Linked DNA regions of Bombyx mori: region 1 is linked to region 2. The links are chromatin contacts, called in public Hi-C maps. All regions are on one chromosome and are shown on one strand. Each heading gives the region's core, a stretch centred on a gene start, on an enhancer-like site or on the middle of the called end of the contact. The rest is flanking DNA. Distances are from core to core; before and after follow the strand shown.

Region 1 (6,208 bases), core at 2,064-4,563, 96 kb before region 2:
AAACGAAAAAGCTTTTGGATTTAATTAAACTTTGAAATAAAACGCACAATTTCGGTTGAACTATATTTACTGCATCCAATAGAAAGTAATAATATTAAGTTTGAAACTTCCATTGATTATGGTAATTTTTATTGTTTTTTTGCATAAAATCAGTAAAAATAGAAATTAATACACTGTGTAGTTTACTATTCGTTGATTTATGATACACATTTATTAGATTACGAAATAGTTTTTTTTTTTTTATATTAGATACATAAAAATACATAAAAACTTAACTTTTTTAATATATATTTTTTTAATCTTAGTCTCATTCGCTTAAAGCTCAATATCGTGGGAATCATATTCAGAGGAGGCTTAACAATCCAGTGAAATGCTTATTTTATAGTAAAATTTGATTTCAGATTAAACATCATGGTTATCATGATTAAACAACATAACTAAATATATAGAAAAAAAAAAACATCTTAATGTTTCCAGGAATTACTATTTTCTTTTATATACAGGGTGTAAAGAACTATTCCCAAAAATAGAGACACAGAGAGAGCTGAAAAAAATAATTCTCAAATTTATTTCAATTTTTGCAATTAAAATCCTGACGTGGAAATCTATACTTAATTATGGAAGGCGCCTTAAGCTTCATTTTTTAGCTTTACGACTGGAACTAACTAAACTTTTTTTTTTATATAAGCAAAATGTCGAGTTCCGCTTGAGGTAAAGTTTCTGAATTTTTCGACTTTGGAAACGAATATTTCACACCGTGTTTTTTTTATAGCCCTAGATGGGTGGACGATCTCACAGCCCACCCGGCGTTAAGTGGTTACCGGAGCCCATAGACATCTACAACGTAAATGCCGCCACCTGCTATGTTCATTACAACTGCGGCCAAGTTCTATGTTACTAAACGATTTTATTCCTACATTATTACAAATGTAGACCATTTTCGTTGTAGCTACCTTACAAAATACCATAACATGGAATACATTATTTTCCTTCTCCTTATCCCTGATTAACAAATTTGTTACTAATGTTGCGTGAAACCGTTTTGCCAATAGGGATGTCTACAAATTTTCGAAACTGTGTTTAGTATTTAGTACTAAGAGTTTAAGTGACACACAATTGCGGTAGGCAGCGGCTTGGCTCTGCCCCTGGCATTGCTGAAGTCCATGGGCAACGGTAACCACTCACCATCAGGTGGGCCGTATGCTCGTCTGCCTACAAGGGCAATAAAAAAATAAAAAATTTAAAAAACAAAAAAATAGTATAAAGTAATTAATCGGGAAATTACATTTTAAAAGTAGTATTTTTTTTCTGGCAACCTCTACAATTGAACGAAAAGCTGGCTATTATCTGCCTATTTTTGCTGCGAAATTGTCAGATATTTGTTATTCTTAACAACACTTTCCAAAATTCTTCAATATCCTAATATTTGTAGAACATATACATAGACTATACAAAAGATTAAATTAGTATAAAATAAAAACTCTCTCTAGATACTAAAATATTGTCGATTACAATGACATACAATCGTCTATAAAAAATTACTAAAAGTTTTGTTACTTGGATCAATTTTAATTCATATTCAATTTGATGTCAATTTTGTGGCTTCATACAAAAATGTTTTATAAAATATTTCAGTCTGTATCGATATTGTTTTTGCATAATTGGTGTTTCCTCAAAATATATTCCTAATGAAATCACTCCTTCCCGTTGGTTATGCTTCCATTCTGAAAGAATATAACAAATATTAATTTAAGGTTAGAAGCTTTCTAAAGTTACTGGTGGCAGGACCTCTTGTGAGTCCACACGGGTATGTACCACCGGCTCGCCTATTTCTGCCGTGAAGCAGTAATGCGTTTCGGTTTGAAGGGTGGGGCAGCCATTGTAACTACACTGAGACCTTAGAACTTATATCTCAAGGTGTGTGGCGCATTTACGTTGTAGATGTCTATGGGTTCCAGTAACCACTTAACACCAGGTGGGCTGTGAGCTCGTCCACACATGTAGGAAATAAAAAAATAATAAAAAAATTGGATATGTATGTTGGACTTCAGTATTACGCTTCACATATATCAAATTTTATATCTATGTTAATCTATTGTTAAATATTTTTTATAGAAAACTATAATATTAATGTTCGTAGGTGCTTGAAAATCAGTATTGTCAAGATTTCGAACAGGCAACCGAATTTGTGATAACACAATGTAGACATTACGTTGCAGTATATCTTAATTAAACTGAACAAAAATTCCATTCTAACTACTACTATAATTTTTTTGATTTAAAAATCTAATAAATACATTCTAGCAATACGAATAAATCACGTCAAGCTAAGCATCATTATACCGTGTAATTAATAACATTATTAACATTAACATTTGACTAACGATCAGCTCCGGCTTTCGGCTAAGATAAGCGGCGTTTGTTCCATTCCGTTAAAACTTCAAAACATTTTTTTAGTACGATCAACGTACAGTAGATGGCGCTAAATGTTTTCGACAAACAATCGTATTTCGTGTATCATTTACTCTTTTCGTGATGATATTTCGTGCGATTGTTGGCACTTTGAAAAGATTTTAGGCATTTACCAACAACGTAAGGAACGCTTCAATAAATTCGTTATTAAATTTTTTCTTAATGATGGCGAATTAGGTAATATACTAGTCGTCCCCTGGTAGTCAAAATTCGACTATAATTAATTGAAATCATAAGTTTGTACACTATTACATACCATTGTTAAAGATTATTATACTTCTTTAATCACAGAGATCGCCAAGACTACACTTTAGTCAAATATTAATAAAGAAAAACAGTATTTATTTAATCTATTCTCAATTTAACCACAGATTTTAAGCAATAAGAAAAATTTGATAACAAATGCATGCATGAATGTCTGTGTCAAATACATGGTAGAGGTAATGTTTTTTTATACTGATTTAATGTATTTTTAAGCATAATTAAAAAAAAATTAACATTCTGCACTCCTCTATATTTAGTATAGGTGAGGGAAATTTCATACTCCTCCGTCTGTGTAATCTTTTTATTTGTATTTATTGCTTATATGGGTGGACGAGCTCACAGCCCACTTGGTGTTAAGTGGTTGCTGGAGCCCATAGACATCCACGACGTAAATGCGCCACCCACCTTGAGATATAAGTTCTAAGGTCTCAAGTATAGTTACAACGGCTGCCTCACCCTTCAAATCGAAACGCAAAAAGGGGTCCAAAGTTTTTGCTTCACGTATGAACATATATAGGTACAGTTACCTCTTCTTGTTGCGCGAGCAGGTAGTGTCGCTTCCGCAGCGCGGCGAGGCGAGCCCGCTCCGCGTCCAGCGCGCTCTCCAGCTCCAGCGACCGCACCTTGCTCTCCATCTCCAGGATACGCGTCGCCGTCAGCGTTAGTGCCGACGTGTCTAGAGCTTCTGTTTCGATGGTAACAATACTCATATGAGAGAAATATTAGTAGGAAACTTTTTGTATTTTTAAAAAAAATCTATATTGTAATAAACAGAAGCTATGTTCGTTGAGTAGGTCGCGTATATAAGGGTGCGTTCCACTAAGCGCCCGCAATCACATCACTAATATTAAATAAAAAAAAATTATTATAATTTTTTTCAATATACATATATCGGTTAAACAATAATTAGTTAAGTCTATTTTCAAGATTTACAGATTATAACCTAACCTCTTGTTGTGAACGCTTAGTGGAACGCATCCTAAGTAGGAGTGTCACAGTGGTCGCTTACCCCGGCCACCGTCCTCGTCGAACCCGTCGCTTGCGACGAAGGGCTCGTCGAGTAAATTAACCCATAGACACAGCCCACTGAGTTTCTCGCTGGATCTTCTCAGTGGGTCGCGTTTCCGATCCCGTGGTAGATTCTGCGAAGCACTGCTCTTGCTAGGGCCAGTGTTAGCAACACTCCCGGTTTGAGCCTTGTGAACTCACCTACTGTGGCGGGTAGCCATCATACAACGCAAGATAATTGACAGATGCCTGAATCTCGCTTACATTTTCAAGATAAGCTTGCATATATACAAGATCCGAACAACAACATTCGGACCGTCAAATATCACCCGCTCGGTGGAAATCTTCCCTCCGTCGTTTAAGCCTCCAAACTTACTAGTTCGGTGAATCTAGAATAACCCCCCCTCGAGGTTACTAGAATAGGTAGGAAAACAAAAAAAGTCGCTTACTAGACTTGCGCAAAACATCACTTCTCAATGTAATGTGATATGACATCACTTTTACAGACAGGTGATATTACTCGAAAACATTACACATCACTCTTAACATTACTCGGTGCGTTCAATAGATACTGTGATGAATACATTGTATCTATACACCCGAATCATTACTTAAGTGATGTGTTCATACTTTGTATTATAATACACTGTTATATTACTTGACAGAGATTGACTTATTTAATAATATAATAATTTTATTTTTTACTTAATATAATTTATTGTGGGATGAACGGATTTCATATGGCGACTTAGACTGCAAATTGAGCTCGACGATAATGTTAATATACGAGAGCAGTAGACGCATTGTTTCGGCGCGGTCTCCTCAAAATGCATCCAAAGAGGACAGTACTTTCATTTAGACGCCATTCTTTCTTTCACTTATTAAACACGCATTAAAACAAATAATAAAACTATCTTCAAACAAGTGCTTAAGTAATTCAAACACAAAAATTTATATGAAATATTACTAAACAATTACGAGCGACTAGCGATTTTACAAAAGTTGCGAATAAAAAATTAAGTAACTACTTGCGGGGAGCTACCGGCTGGCCGCATGAAAAATATAAACACAAATACCTATATTAAAATTCAGACGTACCATAGGTATAAAAATGTACCTAGCGGCCAGGGCATACGGTTCAAAATCACTAGGAATAATTCCGTGTCGCTTGCTCATTTATTTTGCGTAGATCGGTCTGTCTCGCTCGCTCGGTTCCGTTCGTGTATCAAGCAACAGCAACATTACACGACAAAGAAAGAAACATGTTGGGTGATAGCTTCGCTAGAAGTAATAGTGTTCTGTGGGTGATAGTGTGATGTTTGTTTCCTTCGCGTAATGTGTGATGTTGCATTACATCGTAGAGTAATATTACCGGAGTAATATCACTCGCATTACTTACACATGTCTATCGCTTACCCTGTTCGTTGAGTCGCGCGGAGGCGGCCCGCACGGCGCCCACCAGCGCGCCGGTGGCGGCGGCGACCCCGCGCGACGCCTGCGTGAGGCGGGTGAGGGCGGGGGTCTGCGGGGGGGCGCGCGCGCGGGAGGCCGCCACGAGCTGCGCGGTGCTGCCCGCCACCTCGTGCGCCGCCGCCGACACGCCCTCCATGCGCCCGCTGCCGCCCACCGCCTCGTCCGCTGACGATCTGTTGTGGAACAACTTGAACGTAGTGCCAGTGAGAACTCACAAAGAGAAGCGAAATCAGACATCGCTTGGGATGGTCCGTCGTTTGCTTAATAATCGATGACACTTATTATCTATCTATATTATTCGTGGAAGTCCAGAGGTTTAAAAGGTGGATAAATATGAAAATTCTGGCAATTAAATAAAAATATCAATTTTGTTTTTCCTTTGATGTGTCCCCCGTCAGACGGATTCCTTTTTATCTATTTTTCATACCCCTAAGTAATAAGGTTTGTCCACCCCTAACATTAATTTTTTGATTTTTTGGACATTTTTTTATTATAATCTGGTATTAGGTATGTGGTTGAATGAGGTTTTGTTATTTTTATATTTCCTCATCTTTCACAGCGCTACATGCCTCTTTTACTCATTTACCACATCCTTACACACTTACAATAAGTTAATTTTTTTTCTACACTAGAAATTCCCCAGAAATCTTATAGAATATGTCAAAACAATGTTTGCCGGGTCAGCTAGTGTAAGATAATATAGTGTTGTTGAAAAATTTAAGGGTTTTCAGGAATAAAATGTGATTAAAATTAGTCATGATTATTATATAAATTTGCTACAATGTCTAAGATTCTTACACGAGTAGCTTGGCAGCGAAGACTACGGCCTTCGCCGCGGATATCAATCCTTCGGACCACTGCGGGTTCTTCCGGTACATCTTCTGCCGGGAGTGCTGATCGCCGAGTTCGTTTTGCAGCTGTCTGGCGTCTTGGACGAGAACCTTCACCGCGGCCATCAGGGTGGTGCAAGCGTCCAGGATCTTACCGTTGA
Region 2 (5,679 bases), core at 3,077-5,576:
TTTTTTAACGTTCTCGATAGCGTAGAAGTTAGCCCGATTTTGTATGCAGTTGGAACAGCGCCCCTAGCGGCAAACGTAGGCAAACGATCCCTTTCCATACAAATATGAGCTAACTTTTACGCTATCGAGAACGTTAAAAAGCTCGCACTAAGCACACTGTCCGAGTACTGAGTAACAACTAACTCATAAATACAATCGTAATTCTAAACTGCGCGCAATGTAACTTAAACATTTATACAATGTTATTGTCTTAATATACATATTATGTGTATAATTCTATGTGACTGTACCGTAAATGGTTAGACTGATCTTGACGAAACTTTTGTTGTTAATTTTCTTTCTCTACCTATTCGCTGGCAGGTGAAGGGACTATTCCTTAGCAAGTTTAATCCTAGTCCTAACCCTAGCCCTAGCAAGAGCAGTGCTTAGCAAAATCTACCACCGGATCCGAATCGCGTCCCAGTGAAAAGATAGGGCGAGAAACTCAGTAGACTGTGATTTTGTGTTCTAGTGAATTCGAGAATAGTTTAGATTTTGGTATTGAAGGCATGTGGTACACGACGTCTGTCGCGTCCGTTGGTTATATGTAAAGTAATAATTATTATAAATTTTATTATAAATGTGGTAGTCTCTTTCTTGGGATCTGTTTGATTTCGACTTTTTTATTGAAATACAAATAGGAGGCTACAGAATAAATACCTTTCAGGAAGGCGTCTGCTCGATAGACCGACTATCCGTACGTTGTTGTTCGCAGCTTGTATACAAATAACGTTAGTATGTGCCTTTTATTTTAAAGTAATTTACGTATGTATATACATAAATTTTTTTTTTAAATATTAATTTTAAAAGAAATCTTCATCCTAGAAATGATCGAGCAGATATCTATTAAGCATTACAATCCAAAAATTGGATTTCATTAAGTCTCTAAAATCGACTAAATCAAAATAGGGTTGTGATCAAACAGCGAGTCCAAAGTGCAGGTACTGCCAGCCCAACCCAGTTACAAATAGTAGAAATGTGTTTTATTGCTCCTGTAGACTGACGAGCATCAGGGCCCATCATGGTATAGGGTTACCATCGCCCATGGACACCAGCAATGCCAGGGGCACAGTCAGCTCACTGCCTACCAAACATGTTATTTTAGATCAGTTACCGGGTCGTCGACCGTGAAGAACCCTGACGGAGTGTGGCTGCCCTGGATGTAGACCGGCGGGGTGGGGAACAGCGCCATGAACTCGGGGCTCTCGTCGCCCTGCTCGTGGCGCCGCGTGCGCTTGGCTCCCAGCAGGTTGCGTAGGTTAACGGCGTGCATTGCGGCGCAGGCCCCCTTGTCTAACTGCGAACAAGGTTTTTTTTAAAGGGATTTTATGACCTGGTAACTAAGACCTTTAGGTCAAGCCTAATTTTAATTTATAATCTTATTTTTATGAAAAATAATAACATGAAGTGAAATGAAATGAAATGAGATGATATAGTATGAAATATAATCTCAATAAATGGTGGTAATTTACTGAGACTTTCTCAGTGGACTTTTTGGAGGATCCCGAGAAGTTACGTTCAGCGGCTTTGTTTAATTTTCCCACATTTGTGCACTTTTACAGATACTAAGCAGTTATGAAACCACCATTATTACACATTTAAACCTGAAGAAACACTAAATAGACAAAATAAAACAAATCACACAACTTCAATCCTCGCGTTCCCGCCAAAAAGTCCGCTAACAACGTACGCTTTACATTGATGACAAAGTACAAAATCTTCCGAATCGCTCATTGCTGAAGGTCCCCACTTCGATAAAGCGGCACGACACGAGAACCCTTAGCTTAGGTATTACGAGCTTATGAGGAGGGAGTCTCCTCCCGGTGATGGTCACGGGGCGACCTAAGGGGGTTGAGACTGCGCCGCACGCTACCGTCACTCTAGCGCGCTGGCACCAGGAGGACGGGACGGCGCTTCGGCGGCTGCGGACTGCGATGCGGTCCGCATTTTCGTCGTCGCTGTCGTCGCCGAACATACTGTTGAAGAGCAACCCGGTCGGGATGTATCGCGTTCCGACCCGGCAGGCTGGTTCTGGCCCAGCCGGGTATCCCGGAACACCAGCGGCGCCGCCGTACCGCGGAGACTGACGTCGTTGGTCGTCGACTATCGCCTCGACGACCCGTCGGTCGGGCGTCCTCGGGGTGGCGCCGCGTGTCTGGTTGTAGTGTTGACCGCGGGAACCCCCCTACTCTGAACGGGTTCTGACCCCGGACGGAGATCGGACGTCGGGTGTAAGAGTGCAGGGGAGTCGTTTAGTGGGTGGGCCCTAAAATCCTTGGGCCCGCGATCTGCTCTCAACACCTGCAGATCGTTGAGTCTCACATACCCCGCGTCACATACACGCCCCCAGGCGCGGGGACCTCGTAGGAGGTTCGGCCCTCGGCCAGAGAAAAAAAAAAAAAAAGGTATTACGAGCTTAGGTAGGGAAAAAGAGGTCGTGTCTAGCTTGAAGCGTCAATCACTCGTTGCACTATGCTTCGCCACGTCTGCCTGTCCGCAGCGGTCTTTTTAGCCTCGGCTATTGACAGGCCAATACAACAAAATAGTACAGCATTAATGAAACTTCATAATCATTGAATGAATTCCACTTACAGTAGCTTTGGATCCGATCCAAAAGTGTATGTCCCATGACAGCTGTCCTTGCTCTTCCACGGCTGTCTTCAGCACGATGTAGCAATCACCTTCGAAGAATTTCCCGTGAGCGACCTGTGCATGTGTGTGCAGGTGTTCAGTATATAAATTTGTATACGAAGGACTTTTAACACGATCTGTCCGAAAAACTAATAGTAATATTGGCCGTGAAAATTTAGGAAAAATAATTATTGTTTTAGGATTTACGAAATTTAAATTTTAAGGAATCATTTGTAATACAAAAAAGAGGAAAATCGATTACTTTTTCAACGGAAATATTATTATTTTTTAAATATTTTCATTATTTCCATTGATCCCATATAATAACAGGAGGCACTGTGTTCATTATTTTTTTAACTAACACACACAGACATTAGCGCCCCTGGCTGCTGGGCCGAAGGTCATCGATTCGATAATCAAGCAAACATTCGTGCGAAGACAGATTTCTTTGTCCAGCATTTGGGTATTTAATATATATTTAAACGAGATTTGCGGGAGATTATTGATTAAAACGAGTATCAAATTGAATAACTTCAAACCTCATCAACAGGAGCCGGTATGAAGTTCTCGATCTCCCACACCTGTAGTCCAGGAGTTTGACCCGTGTCTTCGTCGAAGAACTCCGAATAGTCTAGCGGGGGCTTCTCTAAGCTTTCGTCCCAGCGTTTTGGTCTACAAACCAAATGCACACATATTCAATAAAGCAATCGTTTGCACACGCAACTATCGCTCTCCCCACTACTGTCATAATTACTGTTAGTAATTAGGCAAAAATCATATTCGACCCTGCGGATCGAATGGTAAACAGTCGCCCTAAACACGCCACCCGTCGCTTGCGACAAAGAGTTCGGCGAGTAAATTAACCAACAGACACAGCCCACTGAGTTTGTCGCCGGATCTTTTCAGTTGCGTTTCCGCTCCGGTGGTACTTTCTGCGAAGCACTGCTCTTGCTAGGGCTAGTGTTAGCAGCGTCCTCAAGTTAGAGCCCCGTGAGCTCACCTACTCTTTTAGTTGGCATAGCCCTCTAACGGCTATCAGCTTAGGAAGGGATAAAAATGCCAATTAAATTTTTTGCGGGTTTTTTATTACACCTTGTAATTCGTTGATCGTGGAAATCAATCGTGAACATGAGTTAAGTACGTATTTTATCAAAAAAATTGGTACTTGCCTGCGGGATTCGAACAGACATGGTTACTCGTGGTAGGACCTCTTGTGAGTCCGCACGAGTAGGTACCACCACCCTGCCTATTTCTGCCATGAAGCAGTAATGTGTTGGAAGGGTGGGGCAGCCGTTGTAATGTCTATGGGCTCCAGTAACCACTTAACATCAGCTGGGCTGTGAGCTCCATACATCTAAGCAAAAAAAAGACATGTTAGATGATAATAGATGTATTTTTAGACTAAATTAGATCAGTGTGCTTAGTGCGAGTTTTTTAACGTTCTCGATAGCGTGAAAGTTAGCTCATATTTGTATGGAATGGGATCGTTTGCGTACGTTTGCCGCTAGGGGCGCTGTTCCAATTGCATACAAAATTGCCTTAACTTTTACGTTATCGAGAACGTTAGGAAACTCGCACTAAGCACACAGGTCGTACTGACTTGAGTTCGCTGTGTCGTTGGTCGAGCACGTTGTCGCCGTGCTGCGTGTTGGCTTGCTCCTGCATGCCGCGCAGGATCAGCGCCGAGTCCTTCTGCTCGGGCTCGGGCCGGCCGCGACGTAGGCGGAGCTTGCGAGCTATCGGATCCGACTTAACGCCTGTGTCGACATTACACGTTCGTGATAGGTAGCTATTACTCATTATAGTTAAACACGTTGACTGCCATGTAGATCACCGGCGCCCTACGCTGCGCACTAAAGTTATCATGTTGATTTCTGTTAAGGCCTAACTTTGCCTTCTTTTGTTTGCTATGTCTATGTCTTTTTCGGTCTTTTAGAAATAGATTCACTCTCAGTATCTGCGAATTCGTCTTTCCCGAAGTCTATTAGATATTCCGGCGCATTAGTTAAAAGATCGAAATCGATAGAATTACTTCAGTGCGCCGCGTAAGGCACCGGTGACCTACACGGCAGTCAATGCGTTAAAGATATAATATACTATTTATTCCGAGAAAAGGTACATTTTCGATCGAAGCGGTTTAAATTACTCGGTAAACCGACGACCCATATGTCATTCTATGATAGCTACCGCTAAATTGGTTGCTTTGTTTCGTAAATCGATTATCGTATATCGATTGATAAAAAATGTATTTCGAGTTGAAACATTAGTTAATACTTATGAAGGTTCATACAGTACAATTGAGATTTTAAGACAATGACCAAACCAACCACTAAAGACAAGCACGGTAAGCAGCGGCTTGGCTTTGCCCCTGGCATTGCTGACGTCCATGAGCGACGGTAACCACTCACCATCAGGTGGGCCGTATGCTAGTCTGCCTATACGGCAATTTATAAAAAAAAAACAGGCAAGAACGGTAATTAATTTGTTTGTTTATACTTTCAACCAAAATTAATACTAATATAAATTTGAAGCAGTTTTGTTTAAGCAAGAGCTTTATTTCTTAGGTATAGTTGGCTTTTGACTTATTAAATTACACGGATGATTTCTTACTGCTGGTTGTTGTGCTTTCAGCTGACGCAGCCCCGGCCAGTTGAAGCTGAGCTTGCAACGAGAAGTCAATGTTGTAATACTGCAAGCCAGCTCCCCTTGGTCTTTCGACGGGCTTCGGAGGCATTACGAGATCAGGGTTTCCGTGAAGCTGAAGACTTTCCAGATCGCTTAGAAGGTGAACGGCGTCGGGGAGAGTGATCAGCTTATTGCAACTCAGATTCAACTTTTTTAGCGCGCCACATCTGTCGTTGAAAAGACAAACAATGTATTTATAAACATGAAAAATAAAATGGTGGACATCTTTGATTTTAAATTTACAAATGTTGAGCGGTTTTCGTATATTTTATTTGTAAACTAGAAACAATGCCGTATAAATGACATGTCCTTCTTCAAACGAGG

What was found. A called contact is a pair of places that touch in the nucleus more often than the background predicts.
Region 1: a Hi-C map of whole pupa shows a contact between it and region 2, with 2.2 times the contacts expected there. The contact joins two enhancer-like sites. A contact is called at or near these places in 3 of 7 Hi-C or Micro-C datasets (middle silk gland, posterior silk gland and whole pupa).

The regions. Positions count from the first base shown.
Region 1 is chr8:12,022,081-12,028,288 of ASM3026992v2, reverse strand. LOC101741177 (huntingtin-interacting protein 1) reads right to left here. Exons shown (of 24, transcript XM_012695512.4): 21 at 6,016-6,208; 22 at 5,161-5,390; 23 at 3,264-3,421; 24 at 50-1,724. The coding sequence ends at 1,695. Among protein-coding and RNA genes, the nearest start is that of LOC119628803, 4.1 kb to the left of the region's middle. Within about 2 kb of position 3,313, at least 1 of the 8 cell types and tissues checked has open chromatin away from gene starts, as enhancers often do.
Region 2 is chr8:11,927,533-11,933,211 of ASM3026992v2, reverse strand. LOC101740804 (protein flightless-1) reads right to left here. Exons shown (of 23, transcript XM_038012422.2): 7 at 5,281-5,522; 8 at 4,271-4,427; 9 at 3,210-3,342; 10 at 2,632-2,745; 11 at 1,154-1,336. Among protein-coding and RNA genes, the nearest start is that of LOC101740804, 6.9 kb to the right of the region's middle. Within about 2 kb of position 4,326, at least 2 of the 8 cell types and tissues checked have open chromatin away from gene starts, as enhancers often do.